Regions from separate parts of the Mus musculus genome. Here region 1 is linked to region 2. Evidence: chromatin contacts called from public Hi-C data. All regions are on one chromosome and are shown on one strand. The core of a region is the stretch at or near the end of the contact, and the rest is flanking DNA. Distances in the headings are between cores, read along the strand shown.

Evidence for each region. Hi-C and Micro-C count contacts between places; a contact is called where the count stands out from the background.
Region 1: a Hi-C map of nephron progenitors shows a contact between it and region 2, with 2.3 times the contacts expected there. The contact joins two enhancer-like sites. A contact is called at or near these places in 1 of 484 Hi-C or Micro-C datasets (nephron progenitors) and 1 of 115 datasets of contacts at active chromatin or transcription factors (embryonic midbrain).

What each region holds. Positions count from the first base shown.
Region 1 is chr7:136,211,807-136,217,566 of GRCm38.p6, forward strand. No RefSeq gene overlaps it. Among named protein-coding and RNA genes, the nearest start is that of Gm36737, 33 kb to the left of the region's middle. Within about 2 kb of position 2,350, at least 20 of the 459 cell types and tissues checked have an H3K27ac peak or open chromatin away from gene starts, as enhancers often do. A contact at or near this core is called in nephron progenitors, where this site is marked.
Region 2 is chr7:135,887,598-135,893,120 of GRCm38.p6, forward strand. No RefSeq gene overlaps it. Among named protein-coding and RNA genes, the nearest start is that of 6330420H09Rik, 36 kb to the left of the region's middle. Within about 2 kb of position 1,549, at least 34 of the 459 cell types and tissues checked have an H3K27ac peak or open chromatin away from gene starts, as enhancers often do. A contact at or near this core is called in nephron progenitors, where this site is marked.

The DNA.
Region 1 (5,760 bases), core at 1,100-3,599, 330 kb after region 2:
ACATGAATGTAATCCAGTGGAAATGGGAAAACCAGGCCACTTTGTGGCCATCGAGGATCCTTGGGGACGATAGTCAGCTGTCCAGGCTTCACCGTCCTGTGACTGGGGAGAGGGGACTTGTGCTGGTCCAGGTGCCATGTGTCTGTGTCGCTTTTCCTGCCCATGGTCTATTGGTCTTGCTTGCTTGTACTGGACCTTGTCTTTCAGTGGCTCTCAGGAAGCTGGGGCCCATCACACACACTTGGCAGGCACTCTGAGCTTTTCTACCTCTGCTTGTGTGGCTGCAGATGCTCTGCAACTTCTTCTGGCTGGAATCTCTCAGAATATACAGTACTCAGGGAAGACAAGAGAATGGACTAAGCACCAATATGGCCAGCCTGTGATACTTAAAGGCTGAGCATTTCTGTTCTGCCATGGACCTTTCTGTCATCGGGACAATCATATTCACCATCCAAGTTTTACCAGACCATGGAACAACTCAATGGTTTGACAAGCTCCTTGTCTTGTGTCGTGATACTCTGTCTGCTATCTTTCTTGGGTATGGACTCCAGCTAACATCCCAGCATTGTGAAGCATTCCCAAACTGCTCTCAGAATCCCCCTGCAGTGTGCATTTTGTTTGTTTGTTTGTTTGTTTGTTTGTTTGAACTCAATCCTTAGTTGGTTTTGTATGTGACTCACTTGGTACATAGTGTGAGGGCACAAACCAACACTATTCATATGGCCTACTTGTCCTCTTAAAGTCAATGTCAGGCCACGAGCGCTGGGAAGCATTCACTTGGGCCTTCAACTTCAGACTGGGTATCATGAAAAGGCAATCCCTGTTTCTTGGGCAGCATCCAAAGACTCTGAACAGTCCGACTCTGGGCTAGGGCTCAGAAAGGGAGTGAAAGAGATAAAGTAAGGCAATGAGGGGAGAGAGCCGCCAAGAGCAGCGCTCAAGTGACAGCTCTGGAGTGCATCTTCTCAGGCTGACAGAGTGGAGGGGACGGCAGTGGCCACTTCTGCTCTCGGAGTTTGGCTTAGGGAAACACCCATCAAAGGTGCAGTTCTGGCAACAGACGCCTTGACCTCCCTCTCTTTATTGCCAGCTAATAACAAAGTGCAAGCCAAGAAGCAAATTCATTGCAAATTGTATAAAAGTTTCAGGGCCAGAATGAAGCTGTTAAAAACCACATCTGTAAAAATGGTGTAATTATTATGGGTGGGTAAAAATCTGGCAAGAGTTATTTTCTTAAATAAGGCGTAAAAGGGAACAGATGTGGTGTAACTGACTCCCCCCCCCCCCCAGCTTCACAAAGTCTATGAAAAGAGAAAAATGGATCTGATTTATCAGATTATCTTATTTATTTCAGTACAGCAGCCAGGAGGCCAGGAAAAAAAAATCCTGTTGTCTGTTCTCAGTCCTTTATAAAAAGAAGAGTCGACGGGAACTGGGCGAGACACTTCCAGGCGATGCAGGCATGGCTGCCAATGAGCGAGGAGCATGTGTGGGGAACAGCAGGAAAAGTCAGAATCAAGGCTCAGAGAAGATGCAATGACAGGAGGGGAGGTGGCCATGACATCTAAGTAGAAAATCACAGGCACAAAGGAACATGGCAGTTTGGGATCAAGCTGGAATGTGAAAAATGACCAAAGACAAAGACAGGCACTTTAAGTCTGGAAGTCATTACCTCCTCGTGAAGACAGCAGAATTCCACGTTGCTTGGTCAGTGTCTGCAAGGGCCATCCAGGGAGGCTTTTGGTGGGATTTGCTTCTCCACCCCCCCATCTCTCTCTCTCTCTCTCTCTCTCTCTCTCTCTCTCTCTCTCTCTCTCTCTCTCTCTCTCTGAGCTTAGCAACATAAATTTGTTGTCATTGATGTATTAAATACAATGGACACATGTTGGCAGGGAGGATGCAGGCAGAGCCTGGAAGGTATTAAAGGGACAGCCTATGAAATAATCGCCTAAATGGGCCCACTGCAGGATCTTAATACCCCGTGACAACATTCAATTGTCAAATTCTGCCAGAGTGTCCTACATGCTACAACAATTAAGCCAGAAATTCTTAGGTTTATTTTAGTGCCCCCCTCCCCAAATTCCCCGTTAAGAACAGGAAATGCCAGCGAGCTGTGAGACTCTAAAGCAAGAACTCAGAACTTGGAAGAAAAAGGGATGGCCTAGCATTTTATGAGACTTCTGCCATTAACTCTGTAATGAATGTCTTTCACCTCCCCTCGATAAAGAGGCAATGTGGGTTTTAATTGGACTTTTGGCTTTTCTTCATTTGATTTAAACCAAGGTAGAGTTTCAAACAATAACACCGAACACCTGGTTAACACATTAGATGGTATGGTGCAGTTGTAAATTGTGGTTTTAATAGTAGGTCTCTGGGGAATTTCAAAGGCCCTCATTGTTCTGTTTGGTAGATATTAGAGGGGGAAAAAAAGAACAATTTTGGGCTATAAGAGCCACACACATGACTTTGGTCCAAGTCAGCTTATGAAATTTGATCATTCGACCCTAGCGGGAGCCAGTTTTTGACTGAGACTCAGAATCACACACTTGCTGGTTCCATATTTCTAGGGCAACAGGGCCAGTGTCATGTCTAAGCATGAAGGTGAATTCTGTGTGTGTTCACATACACCAACAAATGCATGATCTTCCTGTGTGTTGGTGTGTGCAGGGGTGCGGGAGCCTTAGAGTAGCAGTTCTCTTTCTTCCCTTTCTTAAAACAAAACAAATGAGGCTCTTTGGGCTGGCGGAGTCTTATTCCCGCTACTTGTGGGTTTTCTTTTCCAGCAGCCCCTTTCCACATCAGCAGGGGGCTGGCCCTGCCTGGAAGCCTGAGGGGGTCCCCTCATATTTTAAAGTGACACTTTCCCAAATGCCTGAATGACTTTTGCCCTTCCCTTCCAGCTGTGGCTCCACCCCTGCCTTTGCTTCCTAATTCTCCTGGGCACATACTGAAAACAAAGCCGAAGGTCTTATTGCTTCCCTCTGACTGGAACCATGAACTTGGTGGAAATTGCCAACAGAGATGCCTTTGGAGTCATTGCTCTGCATAGCCTTCCTCCTGCCCACTTGGCCTCACCTACAGGGCTCCTCCCATACTCCGAATACAAGACCAATAGAAGTCACTCTGGAGGACCTTGAGGGGGACCTTGCTGCCTACAGTCCAGGATATCCCAAAGAGGAAAGGGAGAAGAAAGAAAGAATGGTCATTAGGGAAGAAACAGCATAGAGGCCATCTCTTTGAAACCTGTTAATTTAGGACAAGGGATTGAGAACTCAAGTCTAGCAGGGGCAGGCTGAGAAGCCCTTTCTCTGCTTTGCTCTGCTCACCATGCTGTGGCAAGACTGCAGAGAGACTTCCCATTGCCCTATGCTGTTCTCGGGCTTTCCTGCTACTGCAAACATGAAACCAAGGGCCATGTTCTAAGCAGCAGGTGCCAGCTGATCCAGGAGGTGATGAGAGATCTCTGAATGCCAACTGCAGCCATTTACCATGCATTTTATGCCCTGATCCTGGGCCTAGAGCTTCATTCACAGGAGACATGCTTCCCTGCACACAGTAGGCACTGTGCCTCACACACAGTGAGTGCTTATTAGTCATTCCCAGTGAATGTGCATGCCTTCCAGCAGGCTCAGTGCCTTGCACACAGTAAAGGGCTATTCCTCATATCCACAGCGGGCACTCCTTCCTCATACTCGGAAGCATATGTCCCATCCACAGTAGGCATGCTACCTTGCACACATAGGTTCCTGCTGCCTCCAATACAGTAGTGCCTAAGGCTTGCCAAGGGGATGTCTGAGAGTGCTGCTGCTGCCAGTGGGGCCTGGGTTGTGGTCTTTCTGTTTCACAGGAGAACCGGACTTAGGCTTATAGGGACAGTCATCAGGTTCTGCCGAATCCTGAGGAGAGACACAGAGCTCGGTAGTAGAGGCTTGTCTAGTATGTGTGAGGTCATCCAGGAGGTCACCACCTCCTGGATCAGCTGGCACCTGAATGCTTTGCTCACGAGAACCTTCATTCCCTGGTTGTTGGATACTTTTCTTTCTTTTCAGAAACAGGAAATTCAGAAATGTCTCCAGAAGGAATATTTGGAGCTTAGAACATGGCCCTTGGTTTCATGTTTGCAGTAGCAGGAAAGCTCGGTAGTAGAGGCTTGTCTAGTATGTGTGAGGTCATACTAAACCAAAACCAAAACCCAATAACAAACAAACAAACCAACCAAGAGGAAACCCTTTTGACCTAGGGAAGTGCTTCTTATGTTTTCCTAGTCCTAAAACAAGAGCTGTAACCACGCCGTCGCCAGGGCTAGGAAAAGATTCTGCAGGGTTTGAATCTGATCATACCCAGATACAGTATCTCCCATTTCAAGGGCTCAATAGACCTAGGCTGCTGGCCACTCGTACTCAGTGGCTATCCCTTGCCTTGGGCGCAATCAGTGTCAGCAGGCAGGAGGCAGCAGCAACCCCACTGGCATTCATTTATGGGCAGATGGAGTTCTCAGGGCCACTCACTAAACTGGCCACCTGATCATCTTCTAGGTTCTGTAGGCTTCTCATCACAGGGCTCCCTCAGTCTGGAGTTGTTTCTTCCCAGCTACCCAGTGGTCCTGGATACTGTGAACTCTCTTCTGGGGTTACTCCCATTTCTCTCCATAATGTTGAACATCTGGCCACTTGGGGACAGTCTATCCTGAACACCTGCTGATGTATAGTTTCCATCTAGCCATTGGTGCAATGTGAATATTGGTCCTACTGCTAGTGCTAGGCACTCAGGCTCAGGGATGGCTTCAGCCCAAGCTTTGTAGGATGAGTGATGATCTGGGCAGTTAGGACCAAAGCATGGGGTGGGAGTATGTTTAAGAGACCAGCCAGTAGCTCAGCTTCAACAATACAAAACTCCATGGGACTCAGACGCGGGGGAAACCAGAAAGGAAGGGTGTTGCAGGATGGGGTAAGTGACCTAGGCATAGTGACCTTATTTGGTAGGCAGTGGCTGAGCCAAGGCTAGTTTAGGAACTATATCATTCTGTGAAATTTATGGCTAGGAAGAGCCTTGTAGTATCTCCTTCTAGAGGCCCATGTGACCATAATGCCCTTGGCTGGGTCAGTGGCATCCCAGGCTGAGGGTGGGTGGCAGATAGCCAAGTGTACTGTGGGAACTGAGCACCTATCTGCTATGGAACCTCCAGACAGGCCCAGTAATGCTGCACAGGCCAACAGGGACTGTAATGCTGCACAGGGAAGTAATCCTGCCTTCCCTGGCTTCTGACAGGAAGGACTTGGGAGAAGCAATCCCTGCTTTATCTCAGAAAAGGACAAAACACTGTACTCAGAATCCAAGGAGTAGCGTGCGTGTCTTCTAGAAGTGAGGTTTCCAGAAGTTTCCTTCAAAGGTCCACAGGGTAGTTACCGCTGCCAGGGTCAAGTTTGAGTCTCAGCTACCATCTTCAGCCAGTTTCTTGTTACCATCTTGCCAACACCTCTCAACCTTAGCTGAGGCAGCCAGGGCACTAACATTACTAGTCTCTGTTTTTGTTGTGTTATTGTTTTGTTTCATACTGTATTGTTTCTAGCTTTTGTTTGATGGCTTGCTTGCTTATTTGTTTGAGACCAGGTGCCACTCAGTAGCTCAGGTTGGACTGAGCCCCACTCTGTCGCAAATGCTAGTCTCAGATGTGTGCATCTGGCAGGCTCTACGGTTTCTAAGAGGAAGCTGGTGTGGTCATTCCCTGCCATGCATCCCCAGAGGCTCTCATAGCTTCTA
Region 2 (5,523 bases), core at 299-2,798:
TACAGAAAAGAAAGCCGAGGACATGAATGATTGGGTTGTCAATTAGCTAACTTACTGATTTCAAACCTCCTGCTTTTTCTGCCACCCTACTCAGTGTCACTAAACGTGGCCAAGCCATACTTTTTCAGGTGCACAGCCTTCAACTCAGAGGCTTCTGGGAAGGCCAGCTCTGGACTTGGGGTTCTTTCTTTTTTTTCTTCTGCCCAGTTCATGTGTGTGTGTGTGTGTGTGTGTGTGTACATGTGTGCACACGTGTGCATACACATACACACTCACAGGGTGGGTTGGGAGAGTGTGGTCTTTGTTGGGTAACTATTTTTGAAGACCCTTCTGCAGCTGTATAGCAGCTTTATAGAAATCTATGTGTCAGGGGTAGTGCTCCTAATGTAGGGGCCATATCTGTACCCACATTTTTAGTGATTGAATTCCATGGAAATCTCCTAGCTATAAAGATGCTGCCTTAAAATAAAAAAAAAACCCTAATAAATAATTTGTTGTAACCTCAGGATATCACATTACCACATTACTTATTATGGAACTAGGGTACTATTCAAATTGCTTGTTTACAACATTAAAATAAATAGTGGTTTGGGCAATTTTGCAGAGCAGAGGATGTGTTTCCCACCATATCCCCCCTCCCCTGCCCCTGTTGCTGTCTCATCCCCCACCCTCAGCACACCCTCTCTCCCTTCTGGCTCAGGGTTCTTTTCTCAACTGCAATGACTCCATTATGCTATTAAAGTTCAGGGTGTGTGGAGAGCCTGAGCCCGGAAGGCATTTGGCAGCCTTGGTTTTTCATCTTGTCTAATACCTGTGGCCCCCTGTCTATGCTAACATGTGACTGCAAGCATTCTATAGGATCTTCCAGTTAGTTGTCCCTTGAAGGTCACTGGCCTCTGTCCCTCTTATGGCCACTCATCTAGCCCCTCTCAGATCTTCGAGGTCGGGGGCATCAGGCAACACAGAGGAAGAAATATCAAGTATAACAAATGGCAGCCCGGACCCCCAGGTAAGGAACAGAGCAGGGTCAAAGGCATTGGAGCAGGAGCTGTCTGTCCTTCCCTGGCTCACCCAGGGCTTGGACCTCAGTCTGTGAAGTGCCCCTGGCTTAAGCCCCAGTAATTGGGTAGGATTGCTGCCATCTGATGAGTCATAATTAGGATAAGGCAGCTCTAGTAGGAGCCTTCTTATGGGGCTGGGGTCAGGGACTAATAACTAGCAAGAGAAGGTGAGGGTTTTGTTGATGCCTGTAGTCTCTGTTGGGGACTGGGGCAGGAGGGGGGGCTAGGGGGAGGGGAGAAGACCCAAACCCATTCCTGCATGTTTCTTCCAGAGGCACCAAATCTTCCCCTCATTTGCTTCAGTGACCTCTCAAGTGCGTCCTCGCCCCGAGGGCTCCAGGCCGTCCAGCAACTGTTAAGCCCCTTGGGTTGAAAATCTTCTCCCACGTTTGCCCTTAACACCAGACGCAGAACCATTAGCCTCAGCTGTACTGGTGCTCATTAGAGGCGATCGATGGGGAGCGGGGATAAAGAATGCTGCTGCCCTCCCAGCTCCCTTCCTGCAGATTTACAGGCGTTCCCACGCACTGCCTCCCATCAGTCACACACAACAAGGGCTTCTTTAGAAAACAAAGGCAAAGCGGGAAAGCGCCGGGGAAGTACATATTTGTCTGCTTGGTCTCTGGATGTCAGTGAATGTCTCAAAGAAATGTTATTGTCCCTGTGATATGGAAAGTACCCGGCTTTGCCTTCACAGCTTCTGAGCCTGGGAGGACAGGAGAAGAGTGTTCCTCAAGGCTTGCATTAGCGAGTCCTCCCTATAAGAAGGAACCACGGTTATAGATTTGGGGAGCAAGGCTGAGGAGCAGTACCCGTCCAGACTCTAGTGACCCCAGGAAGCACGAGGTGGTGGGTGGAGTTCTGGATCTGGCCAGAAGGTGTTGCCAAAGAGCCTGATAACTTCTGCCTACTCCACTCTGAGTTTGGGGAGTACAGCCTCGGGGGACTGGAAACTGGGAGCCTGCCCCCCAGGGGACAAGGCTGGAGCCTCCTCTCCCTAGGCTTCTAGAGATCAGCAGCTTTTAGAAGAACTAGGCCAAGTCGCCTCTAGGGTGGGTGGGTGGGGGTATCAGTGGCTTTTAGGGCCTAGGAACAACTGTGACCTCTCCTATGTGTGGGGATCACAGCCCAGTCTTGTCTCCTGTCCCCTCCCCTCCCTTGATCCTTGTTCCCTTCTTCTCAGCTAGGTTGGTAGTCTCCCCCACACCCCCCACAGTTACCACATCTATCCTTCTTTACCTGCATTCCCTGGCAGGGACCAAAAAAGTGAGAAGGCAGCAAAGATTCAAGGGTGGAGTGGGGGCCACCATAGCACACACGGGTGGCAAACACAGGGCATGCTGTCCGCACTGCACAGAGGACAGTGTGGACTGAAGAGCCAACCTGGACCAAGGAGAGACCATTTGGTTAAGGAAGGAGAGATCCCCAGGGAGATTCCTGGAGAAGATGCTCCTGAGCAAAGAGGCTGCTAGCCAGGAGACCACAGAGAGCACATCTGGACCCCACCAGCCTGGCAGAGAATGGACAGTCACTTCCTGGAAGTGTGGGATTCCCAAGCACTCAGGAGGAGCCTGAGAAAGAGCAGGCCCTGACCCTAGCCCCATAAGAAGGATCCTACTAGAGCTGCCTTCATATGTGGTGTGCTGCTGGGACAACCCAACCACACATTTAGAGAAACTTTCCCTCGGATCCTCATCTTGTGGCTGAAATGTTTGTCTAGTGGCAAACTACGGACAAACTCAATGATAGGACAAAAATAAGCCTTTTCCTACAAGGCCTCACATGGAGAACACCATGTGTCATAGACAATTCTCTGAAACCTTCTGTGAATAAGGAGCGGAAAACTCCAGAACATTTCTAGTTCCTATTTTTCATTTTAAAACCTTTTTCTTAAAAAACATATATTTATTTAATTCTTAATTATGTCTATGTGTCTTGAGTGTACTATATGAGAACCTGAGTGCAGTTGCCCATGGAGGCCAGTAGACTGCTTGACATGGGTGTTGGGATGCTGGGAACCAGACTCCTGATCTTATGACTAAAATGTCAAAAGAGAAAATTGCAGCAGGGCGTGAGAACAAACACGCATACTAGACAGCCCTGAAGGAGAACACTCAGTAAAGGGAGCAGATAGAACCATCACCGAGCAGTATAAAGGAGTCTCCTAGCACCAGACAAAGTTGGGCTAGTGAGAGAGTTCAGTGGGTAAGGGCATTTGCCACTAAGCCTGATGATTGAGTTTGTCTGTGGAAGCCCTGAGGGTAGGAAGAGAAAACCAACTCCTGTAATCTTCACTGCTTAGCGTGGACGTGTGTAGATACAGACATACATGCGCACCCCAAAATTTTAAAAATGAACATAAAAATCATGGACTTGAGTTTGAAAGACCATTTAATACATCATATAATTTGAAAGGCCATTACATATAGTTTTTTATCTTGTGCGTATGATCAACTCCACCAGGTGCCCGCCAGCTACTTCCTGGGCATAATGGACTGCAGCTTGGAGCTGTGAGCTGAAGTTAGCCATTCCACCTCTAAGTTACTCTGGTCAGGGCATTTTACCACAGCCACAAAGTGAAGGCAGAAATTGGTACCAAGACATGGGATCACTTCTATGATAAACCTGTGTGGTTTTGAAACCTTTGGAACTGTGTTGGAGGAGGAATGAGGAAGAATTTTGTACACTGGGTAGATAAGTCTTTAAATCCTGGAAACAGAGCTCCCTGGGCTGCTCAAAGAAGAAAAAGACTGCTGAGAGACATGTGGGCAGCAAGGGCCTGGCTCACGAGGTTTCAGAGGGAATTAAGGACTCTTTCAGGAACTGAGCTGGGCACCTTCTATTGGATATTTCTGTCAAGCATCTGCTTTCATTCTACCTGCTTCCTGTGACCCAGAGAAGCTGAATTGAGAGACGACGGGCTGATTTGTTTAGCAGGATGATATTCAAGATGGTGCTGAAGAAGCTGCTGTAATTAAGGAGAGAGATCAGCACCGTTGTGGAGGAGTTTCCGGAGCTGCATTGGAAGAATGGGAGAGGTGCCCCGAGAGCAAAACCTCATTCATCAGAGGATCTACTGTGTAAAAAAGATTCAAAATTCTTTCAAGGAAAAAAGCCTAAGTTAAAGGATTCCATTGCCCCACTTCCCCAAAAGTATTTCCCTAGGGTCAGCACACAGAAATTGATATAGCTGTGGTCTAAGCAGGCCAGGCTACATTTTGAGCTGGCAGCAGAAGTTGACAGTGTTGTGTTACACGTATGGAACTGGTTCTGAACACGTGAAAAATGCAAGATTGAGCGGGTTCAGTCAGGAGAGCAGCAGAGGCCAGATACTGTGTGGAAGGGTTGGGTCCCCACAGAGAGCCCGGAGGAACTGCTGGGTGAGGTTGTGAAGGTGAAACCTTCAGTTGCAGACCCCAGAATATTGGAGATGTCAGAGCTGTGGGTCATTGGCCTAGGAGACCTGTATGTGAGGAGTAGTGCGAATCAGAGGGAGAGCTGTGCCAGGCGGCGTGCTGGGCAGTAGGCGTGCTGGACAGTACGGTTACCCAACTACTTTTGAACCCAGTTGACTACATTACAAGCTCCAGATACTGGGCAGGAAGTTGCAAGATTTGTTCTGCTGGATTTGGAGGTTTTTTGTTTTTGTTTTTGTTTTTTTGTTTTTTTTTTAAAGTCTTATCTATGACCCAGGTTTTCTTTTTTTGGAGTAAGAATATTTACTTTATGTTGTTATATATTGAAAGTATGAAACTTGTTTTTTTACTTTATAGGAACTCATGTTGGATTTTTAAAATGTTTGATTTCTTAAAGACTGTGGGGACTTTTAGAGTTGGGCTATATTTAACATGATGAGACAAACACACAGCCTTGGGGAGAAGCGGTAAAAAGTTATGGTTATGTGACATCTGTGTGCCAAGTCAACCAGAGGTGGGGGGTTGTCATAGTTATGATTGTTGATTTGAAACAATGTAGAATTATCCAGGAAGAGATTCTAAGTGAGGGACTGTCTAGATCATATTAGTCTGTCTGTGGGGATTATCTTGATTACATTAATCAAAATGAGAAGACTTGCCCACTGTGGGTGATACCATTCCCTACTCAGAGGATTCCAAACTGCATAAGACTGGAGAAAGTGAGCTGAGCCACCGTGTGTGCATTCCTTCTCTCTGTTCTTGACTGTGGATGTTACTAGCCGCTTCAAATTCTTGTGTCTTGCCTTTCCCATAGTGATGAACTGCAGCATGGAATGTGAACTAAAACAAAGTCTTTCTTTCTAAAGTGCCTTTGTTAGGCTGTTTTTACAACAGGAGACAAAACTAAGACAACTGGGAAAATAGCTTTAGTAACTTTTAAACTAAAAAAGAAATGTATGGAAAAGTTAAAAACAAAACAAACAAAACCAAACAAACAAACAAACAAAACAAAACTAGTCAGGCACAGTGGCATATATCTATAATGT